Regions from separate parts of the Mus musculus genome. Here regions 1, 2 and 3 are each linked to region 4. A link is a contact called in public HiChIP or PLAC-seq data. All regions are on one chromosome and are shown on one strand. Each heading gives the region's core, a stretch centred on a gene start, on an enhancer-like site or on the middle of the called end of the contact. The rest is flanking DNA. Distances are from core to core; before and after follow the strand shown.

What was found. HiChIP or PLAC-seq counts read pairs in DNA pulled down with a chosen protein or histone mark.
Region 1: a contact with region 4 is called in an HNF4G HiChIP or PLAC-seq map of pancreatic cancer cells. The contact joins the promoter of Gosr1 here to the enhancer-like site in region 4. A contact is called at or near these places in 4 of 39 promoter capture datasets (embryonic stem cells, hippocampal neurons and liver) and 1 of 115 datasets of contacts at active chromatin or transcription factors (pancreatic cancer cells).
Region 2: an HNF4G HiChIP or PLAC-seq map of pancreatic cancer cells shows a contact between it and region 4. The contact joins two enhancer-like sites. A contact is called at or near these places in 3 of 115 datasets of contacts at active chromatin or transcription factors (embryonic stem cells, pancreatic cancer cells and stem cell-derived neural progenitor cells) and 1 of 9 other capture datasets (adipose tissue).
Region 3: a contact with region 4 is called in an HNF4G HiChIP or PLAC-seq map of pancreatic cancer cells. The contact joins two enhancer-like sites. A contact is called at or near these places in 5 of 39 promoter capture datasets (embryonic stem cells, hippocampal neurons, liver and 1 more) and 1 of 115 datasets of contacts at active chromatin or transcription factors (pancreatic cancer cells).

Annotation. Positions count from the first base shown.
Region 1 is chr11:76,762,186-76,765,698 of GRCm38.p6, reverse strand. Gosr1 (golgi SNAP receptor complex member 1) reads left to right here and starts at 2,121. Exons shown (of 9, transcript NM_016810.4): 1 at 2,121-2,179. The coding sequence starts at 2,149.
Region 2 is chr11:76,006,866-76,010,267 of GRCm38.p6, reverse strand. No RefSeq gene overlaps it. Among named protein-coding and RNA genes, the nearest start is that of 1700016K19Rik, 8.7 kb to the right of the region's middle. Within about 2 kb of position 1,912, at least 15 of the 459 cell types and tissues checked have an H3K27ac peak or open chromatin away from gene starts, as enhancers often do. A contact at or near this core is called in pancreatic cancer cells, where this site is marked.
Region 3 is chr11:76,914,947-76,918,473 of GRCm38.p6, reverse strand. It overlaps Tmigd1 (transmembrane and immunoglobulin domain containing 1), which reads right to left. Exons shown (of 7, transcript NM_025655.3): 6 at 2,979-3,019; 7 at 1,887-2,448. The coding sequence ends at 2,445. Among named protein-coding and RNA genes, the nearest start is that of Tmigd1, 15 kb to the right of the region's middle. Within about 2 kb of position 1,728, at least 65 of the 459 cell types and tissues checked have an H3K27ac peak or open chromatin away from gene starts, as enhancers often do. A contact at or near this core is called in pancreatic cancer cells, where this site is marked.
Region 4 is chr11:76,420,413-76,424,039 of GRCm38.p6, reverse strand. Abr (active BCR-related gene) reads left to right here. Exons shown (of 23, transcript NM_198895.2): 19 at 1-6; 20 at 858-992; 21 at 1,782-1,887. Among named protein-coding and RNA genes, the nearest start is that of Timm22, 15 kb to the right of the region's middle. Within about 2 kb of position 1,684, at least 14 of the 459 cell types and tissues checked have an H3K27ac peak or open chromatin away from gene starts, as enhancers often do. A contact at or near this core is called in pancreatic cancer cells, where this site is marked.

The DNA.
Region 1 (3,513 bases), core at 872-3,371, 340 kb before region 4:
AAATGGCAAAAGGTACAGACTAGAAACACTGTAAGCTAATGGCTCTCAACCTTCCTGATGCCGTGACCCTTAATGCAGTTCCTCATCTTGTTTTGACCCCAAATCATAAAGTTATTTTATTTCATAACTGTAATTTTGCTACTGCTATGAATCATAGTGAAAATATCTGTGTTTTGTGATGGTCTTAGGTAACCCCTGTGAAAGAGTCCTTTGACACCTCCACCCCACCCCAAGGAAGTCACAACCCACAGGTTGAGAACCATTGCTTACATAGCCCTGGCTGTCCTGGAACTCACTGTGTAAACCGGACCATCTCAAACTCACAGAAATCCACTTGCCTTTGCCTCCCAAGGGCTGGAATTAAAGGAGCACGCCACCACACCCAGCTATAAACAATCGTGTGACCAATGGTTTTAAAAAGCATCAGCAGGGAACAGTCTCCACAAAGAAAAGAAGAAGTGAGTGCAAAAGACCTGAAAAAGTCAATGATGGGAATAAGCTCACCAGATAGGTTCAGCAGCAACCTGCAGCGGGCAGGGAAACACCCGCTAGTCTGTCAATCACCCTGCAGGCAGAATAGAAGATGTTCTCCAAACAGAACAATGGGAAATCGAGTTTAAGAAATGCATAGCCAGGGACCTGGGGAGATGGCCCAGTGTCCTGAACAAAGAATGATCTGCAATCGCTGTGCTATTTTCAAGCAAGTTTGGTTTTTAGGTATACAGCAAACAGAAATGAAAGAAAGAGACAGCAAGCAGGAGGTAGTAGTTCATGAGATCAGACACTTACGTCATCCAGCAGAAAGCAACGGAGGAGACCTGGAGAGCAAAAACCAGCTAGTTGGAGCCTCTCTCTGACCCACAAAAAGGGTTCCAGGAAGAACGGCTTCTCTTAGGTAAGATGTCCAATGAACCATTCCCACCGTGGGCATCTTTATGTCAGGAAGGTCAGAGGGAATGATCAGCTGTGATCAAGGACACGGTGTGTTAACTCAGATACTCTCCTTCTGTCCTCCCGGACCTGGTATTTTTTACTCTTTGGGCCATTTTGCTACACTATTGCTTTCTCACAGAGCCAGCCAGGTAGCCCATCCCCAGCCAGGGGGTCTCTGGGACAATTTACAAGAAATATGCTTGGGTATTAAGTATGTGTGTGACTGGGGCACGGGGTGACAACCCTATGTCCACAACCAGCTTTTCAATGGACTTAAACAACACATAACAATTTATTACTATAATGCATATTATACTCAGCCAGTAAATTGCTTGGCATGCATGCATTAGGATGTGAGTTCAGATCCCTAGGACAAACATGAAAAGGCCAGGCGTGTCATCATATGTCTGTAATCCCAGCACTGGGAAAGCCAAAACTGGGGCTGGATAGCCAGCTAGTCTAACGACATCAGTGAGCTTCAGGCTGTGGGCACATGGAAGCTGTTAGCAAGGGACAGAGGACTGATGCTCTGCTGTAGACATAGGGAAGTCAACCAGGGAAGGAACTTTACATACTGGACAGTGGAAGATGGGCAGGAAAAGAACCACTGGCTCTGAGAAAGGAAAATGCTGATTGAAGGTACTTTTTCTTTTTCTTTTTCTTTTTCTTCTTGAGACATTTATCCCCACCTAGCCTTGAACTCTCTATGTAGCTGAGGATGACCTTGAACTTCTGGTCTTTTTATCCCCACATTCTGAGTACTAGGATTAAAGGCATATACTACCATGTTCTGTTTATGGAATGCTGGGGGTCGAACCCAGACCCTCTTACATTCAGGCAAGGCACCTGCCCCATTAAGCTTGACACCACCACCACCACCCCCCCACCTCCGGTCCCAAGACATCCTATTTAAGGGGAGATAATGGAAATTGTGTCTCTCCTCTAAGTCACCCGCTGAAAAGAACAATCCGAGATGAAGAAATTGAAGACTGAAGACTGAAAAGATGTGGTATGAACACCCAGAACAGCTAAACGACGCTTTCAAACGAGCTACTTAAAGCTGTAAAATAACGAATTGTCCACCAGGTGGCAGTGTCTAAGGAGGCTAGCGTATCCCATCAGCCTCGGCGCTCGGGGGTGGAAGAAGGCGTGGAGGTGACTCTCTGGCCTTCAAGGCCTCTACTCGCCTGTCCCGACTGACGTTGGGCAACAAAGATGGCGGCAGGAACCAGCAATTACTGGGAAGGTGAGGGCAAGGCCTCGGAGTGGGTTCCACCGGGTGCAGAGTGAACTTAATGAGGCTGGATCTTGAGGGAGGCAGCAGAGGGAAGAGCCAGGCTACGGAATGAGCCACACTTTGGGATGAGGTTGTCCAAGAGGAGCCCTGGGCCTGGGAACTTGGGGAAGGAGCTGGGGCGGAGTGAGCCGGACCTGGGAAGGGGTTGGGTCCGGGAGTGGAGGGAGCCGGGATGGAGAGGAAGAGGCGCCTGAGGCTCCAGATGGAAGTGTGTGAGGGGTAGTGAGGCTCTCCGGATGGGGCTGCGGGGACGAGCTCTTGGGAGGAGGGTGTTGAGCAACAATATCCAGAGCCCGGAAGACGAGCAGTCAGAACCTTGGAGTTGAGGTCACTGTCAGACAACTAGGAGTGAGGAGGGACTTGTCAGCGCCAGCCTTGCAGGGATATTTTAGTGGATGGTCGTCTCCTCCTGGACCCCAACTGGCAATTTGAGATTGAGACTTTAATGACGACTGGGTGACAGAATACTGAAAATAACTGTACCTTCTTCCCTGGACTCCAAGATCGGTTTTGTTAAAAATGATAGCAAAAAAAGGTTCTAATGAATACGTTTGCTGTTCGTCTCCCGCCAGGAAAACCTTCAGTTGTGCTTATTTAATTCCTGAAAGTCTGGTCCACTCAAGTGAGGTCACACAAAACCTTCCTAGTCCACAGTGATCCACAGAGATCAGAAATGGCCCACTTTGTTTCATTTAACCTTTTGCTTATTTAGTTTTTAAGCCTATTTCCTCTTTTTGTCCCATGAAGCCCCTGGGAAATATGGTATTGTCACCATCAGCCAGTAGATCTAAGGGACTGAATTTTATGTTCTGTCATGTTTTCAAAATACATTCTACTTTATGCTTTTCATTAGACTAAATAGATAAATAGAATTACAGAGAAACATGCCTATAGTTTAAAATGTGTATTTAAAATGCCCTTTGGAAATACTTGTCGTAGCTAGAATTTCTTTTTAAACTATGTAGATAGGAGTAGCTGCTATGATAGTCATTATTGATAGTCATTAGGCTGTGGGTTTTTGAAACACTATACTGTAATAATTAAAGCAATTAATATATTGACAATATATCTTTGTACCAGATGCTTTAAGCATGTATAGAAAAACTGAAAGCTTGAGGTTTTTAAATGAACTGGATCATCAGTAAATCTCAAAGACAATAGGTGGCTGAGCTGACGTTAGGAGTGGGATTTGGTCTCTGGGTAGATACACTCCACCATATAATTCTGCTTCCTGCCTTGGATTGCAAAATATAATGACACAGTGTCTTGATATTCTTTAGTCC
Region 2 (3,402 bases), core at 663-3,162, 410 kb after region 4:
GTGTTCTCTCTCTGTCCTCTAGGGTTCCTGCATACCCAGAGCACACACACATACAAGCAGACCAAACATCATACATATTAAAAAACAAGACAAGGAGCTGGAGAGATGGCCCAGTGGTTAAGAGCACCAACTGCTCTTCCAGAGGTCCTGAGTTCGATTCCCTACAACCACATGGTGGCTCACAACCATCTGTAATGGGATCTGATGCCTTCTTCTGGTGTGTCTGAAGACAGTTACAGTGTAAATAAATCTTAAAAAGAAAAAAAGATTTGTTAAAACAAAACAAAACAACAACAACAAACCCCAAAAACAACCAAACAAACCTTTTCCATTTCTTAGAATGAGCTTGAATTTGGGGTTTTCCAGCCTTCAAGAAGAGTAAGGTACACCCAACAAAATTATCCCTAAATGCAGTGACTTAAAATGACCTTATTAAGGGCTGGAGAGATGGCTTCGTGGTTAAGAGCACTACCTGTTATTCCAGGGGATCAGGGTTCAATTACCAGCACCCACATGGCAAATCACAACTGTCTCTAATTCTAGTTCCAGGGGATCCAGGACACACACACATACATACAGGCAAAGCATATATACTAAAACATTAAAAAACAACAACCTCAGCCAAATGGTGGTACACACCTTTGATCCCAGCACTCAGGAGGCAGAGGCAGGTGGATCTCTGAGTTCAAGACCAGCCTGGTCTACAGAGTCAGTTCCAGGACAGCCAAGGCTACACAGAGAAACACTGTCTGAAAAAATAAAAGCAAAGCAAAACAACAACAAACCCTACAAAAAAAACAACCTTAGTAAACTTAGGTTGGTGACCCAGGCCTGTAGTTCCAGCTCCTTGGGAGACTGAGGTGGAAAGATCACTTGAGTCCAAGAGTCTGAGGCAAGATCTTATCTCAAGCACAACAACTGAGGGGGAACTGGAGATGACTCAGTGGCTAAACACGTGCCCTGCAAGCACGAAGACCAGAGTTCACATCCCCAGCACCCACATAAAAGCTGGCAGGAGTGCTTGGCTCCGTGAGAGGTCCTGACTCAGGAAACTGAGTGGAATGCTGACTGAAGACTCGTGACGCCAACTTCTGGCCAACACAAGCACACACACTCACATACATGCATGCCTAGAAACATGCAAACATGCATACACATATACCCGCATGCCATACATGCAAACAGATGCAGTAAAAAATAAAACAATCATAAGCAGAAGAAATCACCACCACCTTTATGGTGATGTAATTTCTGTGGGCTGGGAACAGGGCACAGCCAGATGGCTACCTGTGGCCCTGGCTCTGCTTCTGGTCTCTAGGCTGTAACCAAGATACCAGCCACAGTTGTAGGCTTGGCTTTGGTGACTGATTTCCAGGCTCACCTTGTGACTGACAGTAGCCTTGGGTCCTTCTTGTTGGTGGTGAAGACATCAGCTCCTTTCCATAGGGGCCTCCCCTTGGGTGGCCAGCCACCAGGCAGTTAGTGTTCCCAAGAGCAGGAACCTTGAGAAAAAGAGAGCGTGTGGCTCGCCATAGTGCTACAGCCTACGTATATCTGACAGTCGTCAACAGACTTTGTTTTTAAATGTTTGTAAGTACACTCATCTATTTATATGTGTTACACACACAGGGTAGGGGGACAGAGAGTGTCTTGTGAGAGTTGGTTCTCTCCTACCAGATCTCGGGAATCAAACTCAGGTCTCGTGTTTGGCAGCAGGTGTCTTTACACACTGAGCTAAATTGCCCACCCCATTTTCTATTCTTTAGGCAGAGCCAAAGGTTTAGTCTGGGTTGAAGTGTGTGCTAGATGGAGGCAGAGGGCACTAGGGGACAACTACTACACAAGGCTGGAAAGCAGCGTCACCCTTAAGCTGTGCAAGGCCTTGATCCTAATACTGGTGTGTGGGTAAAGGGTCAGTCTCCTGAGCTGTGAGTCAGGGTGAGCTGGTATGGCTTGCCTTAAAGGTTGGGACACTCCCTCCACCCAGCCATCAAGCAGTCATTATCTGGACCCAGGCAGCAGAACATTGTTACTCTTTGGGAAATAGACTCCTGGCATTGGCCGAGGGTCAGTCACTCTGGAGTTAAGCATGCTATGCAAGCCCCTCCCACAACCATTGATCAAGCCTTCAAACAAACAAACAAACAAACCAATTCTAAAGAGCCCATGCTGTGATCCCAGTCCTTGGGAAGCAGAGGCAGGAGGATTGTGAGTTTGAGGACTGGTTGGACTGCATAAGAAAATGCAAACTAATAATCTCAATCTAAAATCTGAAACTGAAAATCTCAAACTAATAAAACAAACAGTCATTTGTTATGGGAAGGGCAGCAGATGAAGAATGTATTTGGCAGCTCTCTAGGGCACCACTCTCTCTTGATGTTCTAACATCTGTTCAGATCATGCAGTGGGGCCTCCCCTTCTCGGCCAGCCGACAATGCCTCCCCGAATTCTGCATCCATCCAGCACTCCATTCCCTTGACTGCCTAAGGTTCTCCCAGTGATGGACATATGACCCTTGCAAAGCTGGAAACAACAGTGGATGGGGACAGAGGAGTCAGGCTTTTTTCTTCACAGAACTATAAAGACATCAGAGGTTACCTTTGCTACCCTGTGACAGCCCAGTCTAAACCCGAAGCAAATACAGAGGTGATAGAGGGATGGTATGGATCGAGAGACATGACCTCCTGGATCCAACAGTGCCTGAAGCCACATCAACCCAGGACTGCTGATGGCCCTGTAAACTAGTCAGTCGCACGTCTTCATCTCAGCTAGTTCTCAGCCTGTTTCTCTATTTGCTGCCACTGGTGGAGTCCTCACCGATGCAGCCTAGGTGGTTTGAGCTGGAGACACTTTTGTCTTTGGGCAACATTAATCCTTACCCACGTCTTCTACATCTTACAGACTTCTAGAAGGCACCAGAACACAAGCAGGCAATTTCCCATCTGGGGAAAAAAAAAAAAAAAAACTCAACTCTCCCAAAACAGGACAGGAACTGAAGCAGAGGTCATGTAGAAGTCCTGCTTACTGGCTTGCTTGCTCCCCATGGTTTGCTCAGAATGTTTTTTGGGGGGTTGTTTGTTTGCTTTAATGGACTCAGTGACCACTTAACTTGGGGTGCTACCACCCACAATGGGCTGGGCCCTCTTATATCAATCACCAATCAAGAAGATGCCCCCACAGACTTGCCTACAGACCAGTCTTATGGAGGAAGATTCCTTCTTCCCAGATGATCCTACCTCTGTCAAGTTACGATAACTAGCCAACACCTTTGGCTCACACCTGTAGTCCCAGTGCTTGAGAGACAAAAGCAGGAGTGAGTTCAAGGTCAGCCTGCATAATGGAAGACAAGGCAAAACAAAACAAAAAAAAAAAAGGAAAAATGCCAGGGAATAATGAACTAAA
Region 3 (3,527 bases), core at 479-2,978, 490 kb before region 4:
GAGATAGATTATGGGTGCTGGAGAGATGGCTCAGCAGTTAAGACCACTGACTGCTTTTCCAGAGGTTCTGAGTTCAATTCCCAGCAACCACATGGTGGCTTAAAACCATCTGTAATGGGATCCAATGACAGCTGAAGATAACTACAGAGTGCTCATATAAATAAAATAAATAAATCTTTTTTTAAAAAAAGATAGATTACTATATACTATAAGTAGAATTTGCTTGATTGATCCTCAGCACTGGAAAGAACGAGGGGTGGGGGAGGGCTGGAGAGGTGGCTTAGCAGTTAAAGACACAAACTGCTCTGCTCTTGCTGAGGACCTAAGTTCAGTTTCCAGGACCTATGTCAGGTGGCTCATAACTGTCTAAAACTCCAGCTGCAAGGGAATGCTACACCCTTATCTGGAATCCATGGGCACTCCACTTACTTGTACACACACACGTACACACACACACACACACACACACACACACACACACACACACGTAATTAAAAAATTTTTTAAATTAAAAGAATGAAGTTCAAAAGGAGGAAACATAATAATGACAGGTGTCCTCGTTGATGGAAAGGCTGAGAAAGGAGTGACCATTACTGTCCTTTTCCACTGGAACTTGATCTCAAGTCAATCTGCAATTCTCAAGGAATTGTTTTATGTCCAAGTGTCAGGGGCGCAGGAACGGGGGCTGCTTCTGAGGCCAGGGATTTCATGTCCAGAGCAGGCTCATATCCATTGTACCAGGAGGCCTCGTATTACTACTGACTGTTTTCTCTGCAGTGAAAGGCAATGTCTCTGACTGCAGCGTCCGTTTATGATGCTGCTGTGCATGTGCATGCAGTGGTCTTTGTGCCAGTGTACAAGGCCACTGAATTATATGGGTGAAGAAACGCTCTCCTGATGACCTGCAATTCTCAAGGAATTGCTTTATGTTCTAGAACATAGCATGATTCATAATTTTGCTAGGTGGGGCAAAGGCATTAACTTTCAGTCCTTGTCAGCTCTTTCCTACATTTACCTAAAGCATGTGGGAATCGGAATTGTCAAAATAATGTAAATACTCTAAAGCTCTCCCAATCCAGCCTCCTTGTTTTCCAAATGCCCAGAGTGGGGGAAGGGGAGGAGAAAGGGTTGCCCTAGACAGCGCAGTCAAGACCAGAACTACCTCACTCTGTTGTTGCCCTATTTTGTTTTTATACATTCTAGGCTTCTACTTAATGGTCTAAGCATCCGATTTATCCATAGTCATACGTTGTCCTTGTAGCGTCTCATCAGGGCTTCCAGATTCTGCTTGGAGAAATCCTGTGTGAAGCCAGATCATTCTCCACCCCGCCCCCAGCCCCCTCTCCCACTCCCCTTTCTAGCATATTTATTGCATTAGACACATTCTGAAGAGGGGAGAGGCGGAGTCTCTTGTGTAGGATGTAAAGCACACCATATTTAATTCCAAATATTTCAAAACACCAAGAAACAAACCAGAAAAGAAATTTCTTTCAAGTTAGAGGTGGATTGTTGGAGAGATCCTAAAGATGTTTCTGGGCAGTGCTGCCTCTTGCTGGATTTATCTCAGTTGTAGGAGAGAGAGAAGCATAAATTCTTATGGGGGAAAAAAAAAAAAAAAAAAAAAACACCAGGAAGGAAAGACTGGAAGTGGAGGGCGTCATCTCTGAACAGTAAGTGCGCTGCAGTTTGAGGTTGATACTATGGCTTGAGTACATGCTGACTCATCAGGCACACGGATAGAGCTATGCAAATGACTCCGGATGCTGAGGGAGGCACCGTCCAGCTATCCAGCCCCAGTCCGTGCCCTTTGCACACACGCTCCGCACCACACATCAGCTTTATGACAGTGTCAGCTGTGTGGAGATAAGAAAAACGAGGACATATGCTAAAATCTTCATGGTACAAAATTTATTCCACTTGAAGGAATGTCTTACATTCTGAGATTAGGTGTTCCCTCCTTTAGTCCCAAAACATTAATGAGATGACACTGAACACAAGAGACAGTTTGCATCTTTATTGGCTCCCTGGCATCTTAGAAACATCATTGTTCTATATTGGTCTCTGCTTCGAGTCTCACCTACTGCACTGATTTAGAGCATCCAAATGTCAGTTAATCTCCCATGTAGAAAACTATAAATCAAATAGTAAGTGGTTACCGATCTACTAGGAATATATTGAAAAATAATTAACATACTTCAGGAGTGACCTTACCAAAATCTTTCTATTCTGAACCCTTGCCCATTACACAGATCCATAAGTAGATCAAATTGGTCATAACAACTGTTTAGTAATTAACTAAATACTTCTTCACAACCTCTGACAATTTGACAGGAGTGAATTTAAAAATGGCAATAAATACAGACGACATTATACAAATCGAGATGGTCTTGATGCAAAACTCTTCCCGTGTTAGGTGGCAGCTCCGCTTTTTTTGTTTGTTTGTTTTATCTGAAATGAATCAAGAAATTAATTCAAATAATGATTGTAGCAATAAGAAGAAATTCAACACAAAATCCATTCTCTACAGCAGTAGGCCTCTGTTTGCTCTACAGGACCTACTTGCCATGCGCTGGCTAAAGGAACGCTGCGCAGAGGAAGCAGCATACAGGATGCAGGGCTTGCTGTGGGAACATGGTACAGCCTTGGCTCCTACCAGGACAAGCTCCCTCAGTCACTTGTGTGGCAATGCAGTTGTGCAAGCCCTGGCTAAACCTGCTTAGAGAATAGGCAGAAAGCCCCAAGGTGTTCCCTGCTCTGAGCAACCTTCCCGACTCTTCCTCTAAAGTGGAGGCGGGTTTCTCTCCACTCTGTGTTCTCCTCTGAACCCCTCTCCAGGGCCTCCCATCTCTGAAGGGGATTGCCTGGGATGGGCATTCTCTGTGGCTCATTGCTTAAGGAACTGATCCTCCCACCCCCACCCTCACCCCCAAACCCCCAGGCCCCACCCCCTACTGCCATCTCTGCCAGAGAGCACTTACAGAGCTGTTTCTGAATTCGGGTCATTCTTTTTCCCACAGAGCTAAAAGGCAAGCACAGGGTACATGTGAATTTACCTCCTTTTCCAAGGTCAGGAGTGAGCATTTTGAATGCATCAGCGTGGCTTTGGGTGCTGTGGAGCTAGAGTGCAGCCTTCTGTGTGGGCTCAGCTCATTTTCTTTGATTGTGTGGATAGATCTTTATTGAACTTTGAGAAGCTATAAGTCTTAATCAGGATGTTTCTAGGGCTCACAGGTCATATATACAATAGATAGATAGATAGATAGATAGATAGATAGATAGATAGATAGATAGATAGATAGATAGATAAAGATAAGTCAGTGTGTGTGTGTACATGGTGGAGGAGTGTCATGCCTTAGTCTATGTGTTGAGAACAGAAGACAACTTGCAGGTGTCCATTTTTTTCCTTATATGGGCTCCAGGATTTGAACTCAGGTCATCAGGCTTGGTCACAGTGCCCTTACCTACTAAGCAATCTTCTCTGTCCAGTTTGTTCTCTCCTTTTCCCTCTCCTTCCCTCTCCCCTCCCC
Region 4 (3,627 bases), core at 435-2,934:
ATGCCAGTGAGTAGAGAGGCCCAGCGGGTATGGGTGGTACCTGAGCAGCTGGTGGAGAGGGAGAAGCCTTGGCCAGTGCCCTGTAATTTGTTGTGGCACGAAGGAGGCTGTTTCTGAGTCCCCTGACAAGTTACATGTCCTGGGTCTTGTCACTTAGGTCTCCCTCATGTTTCTTAACCACTGCTACAATGAGGATGGCATTCAGAGAGGTCAGGTCACTCGTTCTGGGTTACCCAACTTGCACGTTTCTGTTCCTGAACTTAAATTGAGACCTTTTGACTCCATAGTATACATTGCTGGCTCAGACTTCTTCCTCCCTGCTGTCTTCGGGCCCTGTTACCATGTGGCAGGTCTCTTCTGTGGCGGGTCCTGGCCCTCAGTTTCCCCTCTTCTATCAGGCTGGGTCGGGCTAAGGCACTGGTATTATATCCAGCGTTCAGGATGCTTGAGCTAGGCAGGCAGCCATGATGAGTCCACGTAGGGTGAGGGTAGGCTAGGGGCTGGGAACATGATGATATATGGCTCCCTAGACCACGTAATTAGGTGTGTGCTATGTGGGGTGGGTATCACTCTGGTACTCTGAGCAACTCATTATGTCCCTCCTTTCTTCTGAGAAGTCACAGCAGATAGACTCTAACCTGTCCCTTGATGCCCTTGCCCACAGATAGCATCTGCATTGACATATGGTAGAGCTTGTGGGCACCATGTATACCCTACCTTCCTAAGGGGAGGCAGTAAAGGAGTGCAGTGCGTAGAGGTTCGAGGGACAGATATGAGGGACGGAAACAGTACTTAGGGCTGCCCCTGAGATGTCTCGGAGGTGAGTGTAGCCTCTGACCTTGCCCCCTCCTGTACAGATAACAAGGACATCCTACTGATGCTGAGCGACATGGACATCAACGCCATCGCTGGGACCCTCAAGCTATACTTTCGGGAGCTGCCTGAGCCCCTCCTTACAGATAGACTTTATCCAGCCTTCATGGAGGGCATTGGTGAGGCTTCTGCAGTCTTGAGGGTTGGTTGGGCTGAGTCTCCTAGACTGGTAACATGAAAAGCAGGAGGAAATGCCCCAGGCATTCCTGCCAGTGGCTTGTCCAGAGCAGTCTTGTTCTTGTGACTGAAGGACCTGAGAATGAAGTGCAGCCTGCTGAGGCTGGGCCCTTTTACCTGTCCCGCTGTCCATGTGTCCCTTTTGTGACTCCCCCTTACACACTGATCCTGGAGACACAGGCATTTATGGAAGAAGGCCCTGAGCTGGCAGGGCCTAGAGCTAGGGAAGAAGCTGGTTAAAGCTGTAGTTTACTGGGGACAGCTGTTCTGAGCCCCACGGAGTGGCTCTCCTCATTGCCTAGGTACTTGCCAGTGGAGCTCCTGTGACCACCTACAAGGGCCACTTCCAGGCCTGGCACAGTGCTCCCTTCTTCTCCTGAGGCAGATAAGACTTGAGACCCTGTAGAGAATGTGAAGCCTAGGGGAGGCTGTTCAGTATAGGCCAGCTTCAGAGCTGTTTGACAGAGAACATCCCCACCCCTAGTAATAACTTGTGACTAGTGGATTAAACTAGCATGGAGTTTGGGTTGGGTGAACCGGGGTAATGGTCAGTGAGAAGGGAAGGGAGAGGCTGCTCCCTCAGCCTACCTTCTAGCCACGTTATGAGTCATGGTTGGGCATCCTAGGGAAACCCACTGTTGACAGGCCACACACAGGTCAGGCCTTCTCTCTGTGGTCCAGGCTTCTGGCCTTCCAGGCAGGCCCTGCCCTAGCCCTTTCTCCTCCTGCAGCCCTGTCAGACCCTGCTGCCAAGGAGAACTGCATGATGCACCTACTCCGCTCCCTGCCTGACCCCAACCTCATCACCTTCCTTTTCCTGCTGGAACACTTGAAAAGGTAAGGAGGAGAGGCAGGGCCCAGCCCAGAGCAGCTTCCTGTCCTGTCCCACCAGACCGATCGTCTCAGCTCCACCTCCTGGGTCCTGGCCTGTGCTAGGCCACCCGCAGCAGGCTGAGCGCTTGTTTCTCCCTGTCCTGAGCTCACAATTGGTTGTTGGGAAACTGGCTCCTAATTGCAGTATAAAATAATTGGCCATGGTACCATAGCACATGCCTGTGGTCAAGATGCTGAAGCAGGGGGATTGCTTGAACAATCAAGAACTAGCTTGGGAAACATAAGGAGACTCTCGTAGAATGGTGGGGTGAACCAAAGGGCCTCAGGTGGGTTTAATCTGTGGGCCCCAAAAGCAGCCATTTATTTAGTTAGTACAACTTTTTGTTCTGTTTACATTTATTTATTGTGTGCATGCGTGTATGCATGTGTGGTTCGCATGTGGAGATTGTAGAAGTCGACTCTATTATGTAGCTTCTGAGGGCTGGACTCAGGGTGTCAGAATTGGCAGTAAGGGCCTTTAGCCACTGAGCCGTCCTGCTAGCCCAGTGCAGCATTTTTTAAGTGAAATAGAAAGGGTAGCAGAAGGGTGAGCTCCAGGCAAAAAGATTGCTTTATTCCATTACCTGTCCATGTGTCCTGGGTTGTTACATCATCTGATGTGTTCATTATGAGTCAGTTAAGAATTTGAAGCCTACTGGTCTTGGCCCATACATTATGAAACAGGGAAACTGAGACCCTAAGCCCAGCAGGGACTTGCTTGGCTTAGCTGTAAAATTGTACTTAATGCCCACAAGTCCTAAACTAAGGCCCTTCTCACCTTCCCTTGCCCCTCCTATGGTCAGGGCAAACCAGAGCTGTTAAGCTGACATCACTATTTAGTACTGAACTTAGTACCAGCCTGTCCTCATCACTTACTTTTTAGCCCAGGACTAATTACAGACACCAGTTGGAAGGAGGTCACTTGGTATTCCTTAAATCCACTTGCTACCATGGGCCAGCGCCTCTGAGCTCATCCCCTCATCTGGGTGCTGGCTGTGGTTCAGGCAGGCCAGGCTCTGGAGGGCGCCAGTGGGGACCTAGTCACAGCTGGCGCTGGAGTCTTGTTTTTCTCATCTTGAGACAATGTCCCTCCCTCTGGTTTGGCCAGGACCAAAGTCCCAACCAACTAGTTTGGTGAACATTGTGAGAGGACATGCTGAGGAGGAATGGGAAGGGAAAAAATGCATTAGGTTTTCCATCCTGGGAACTGGGCCCGTGTGTGTGTGTGTGTGTGTGTGTGTGTGTGTGTGTGTGTGTGTGTGTGTGTACACGAGGTAGAGGCTAGCCAGCTGCACAGCTGTCTGCTGGCACTACATTTGCCTGTTTCCAAAGTAGTCAGCAGGCACATTTGTGACTCTCCTGGTGGGAGAATAGGATGAGAGGCCCTATCCAGGGTTTGTGTGTATGGAGACTCCAGAAACATTTCCTAGTATGGAGTCGGGGGAGGTCCAAAATTTCTTGGTGTGTTTGGTGATACTGAGCCTTCCTCGACAGTAGCCAGAGATGGTAGTTCCCACTTTCACTCAGGGGACAGATCAACCTAGTCTATTACATAATAGAAGGGGAGATCTGGAAAGAGTCAGAGCAGGCCCATGAGCAGGCTCTTCAGAGACAATGGGGAATTCAGCCTCCAGACTTGCCTGTGGTGTAGACTGTTCCTGCTACAACACAGCCTGGATAACTGTAGGCTCAGCTAGCAGCTGC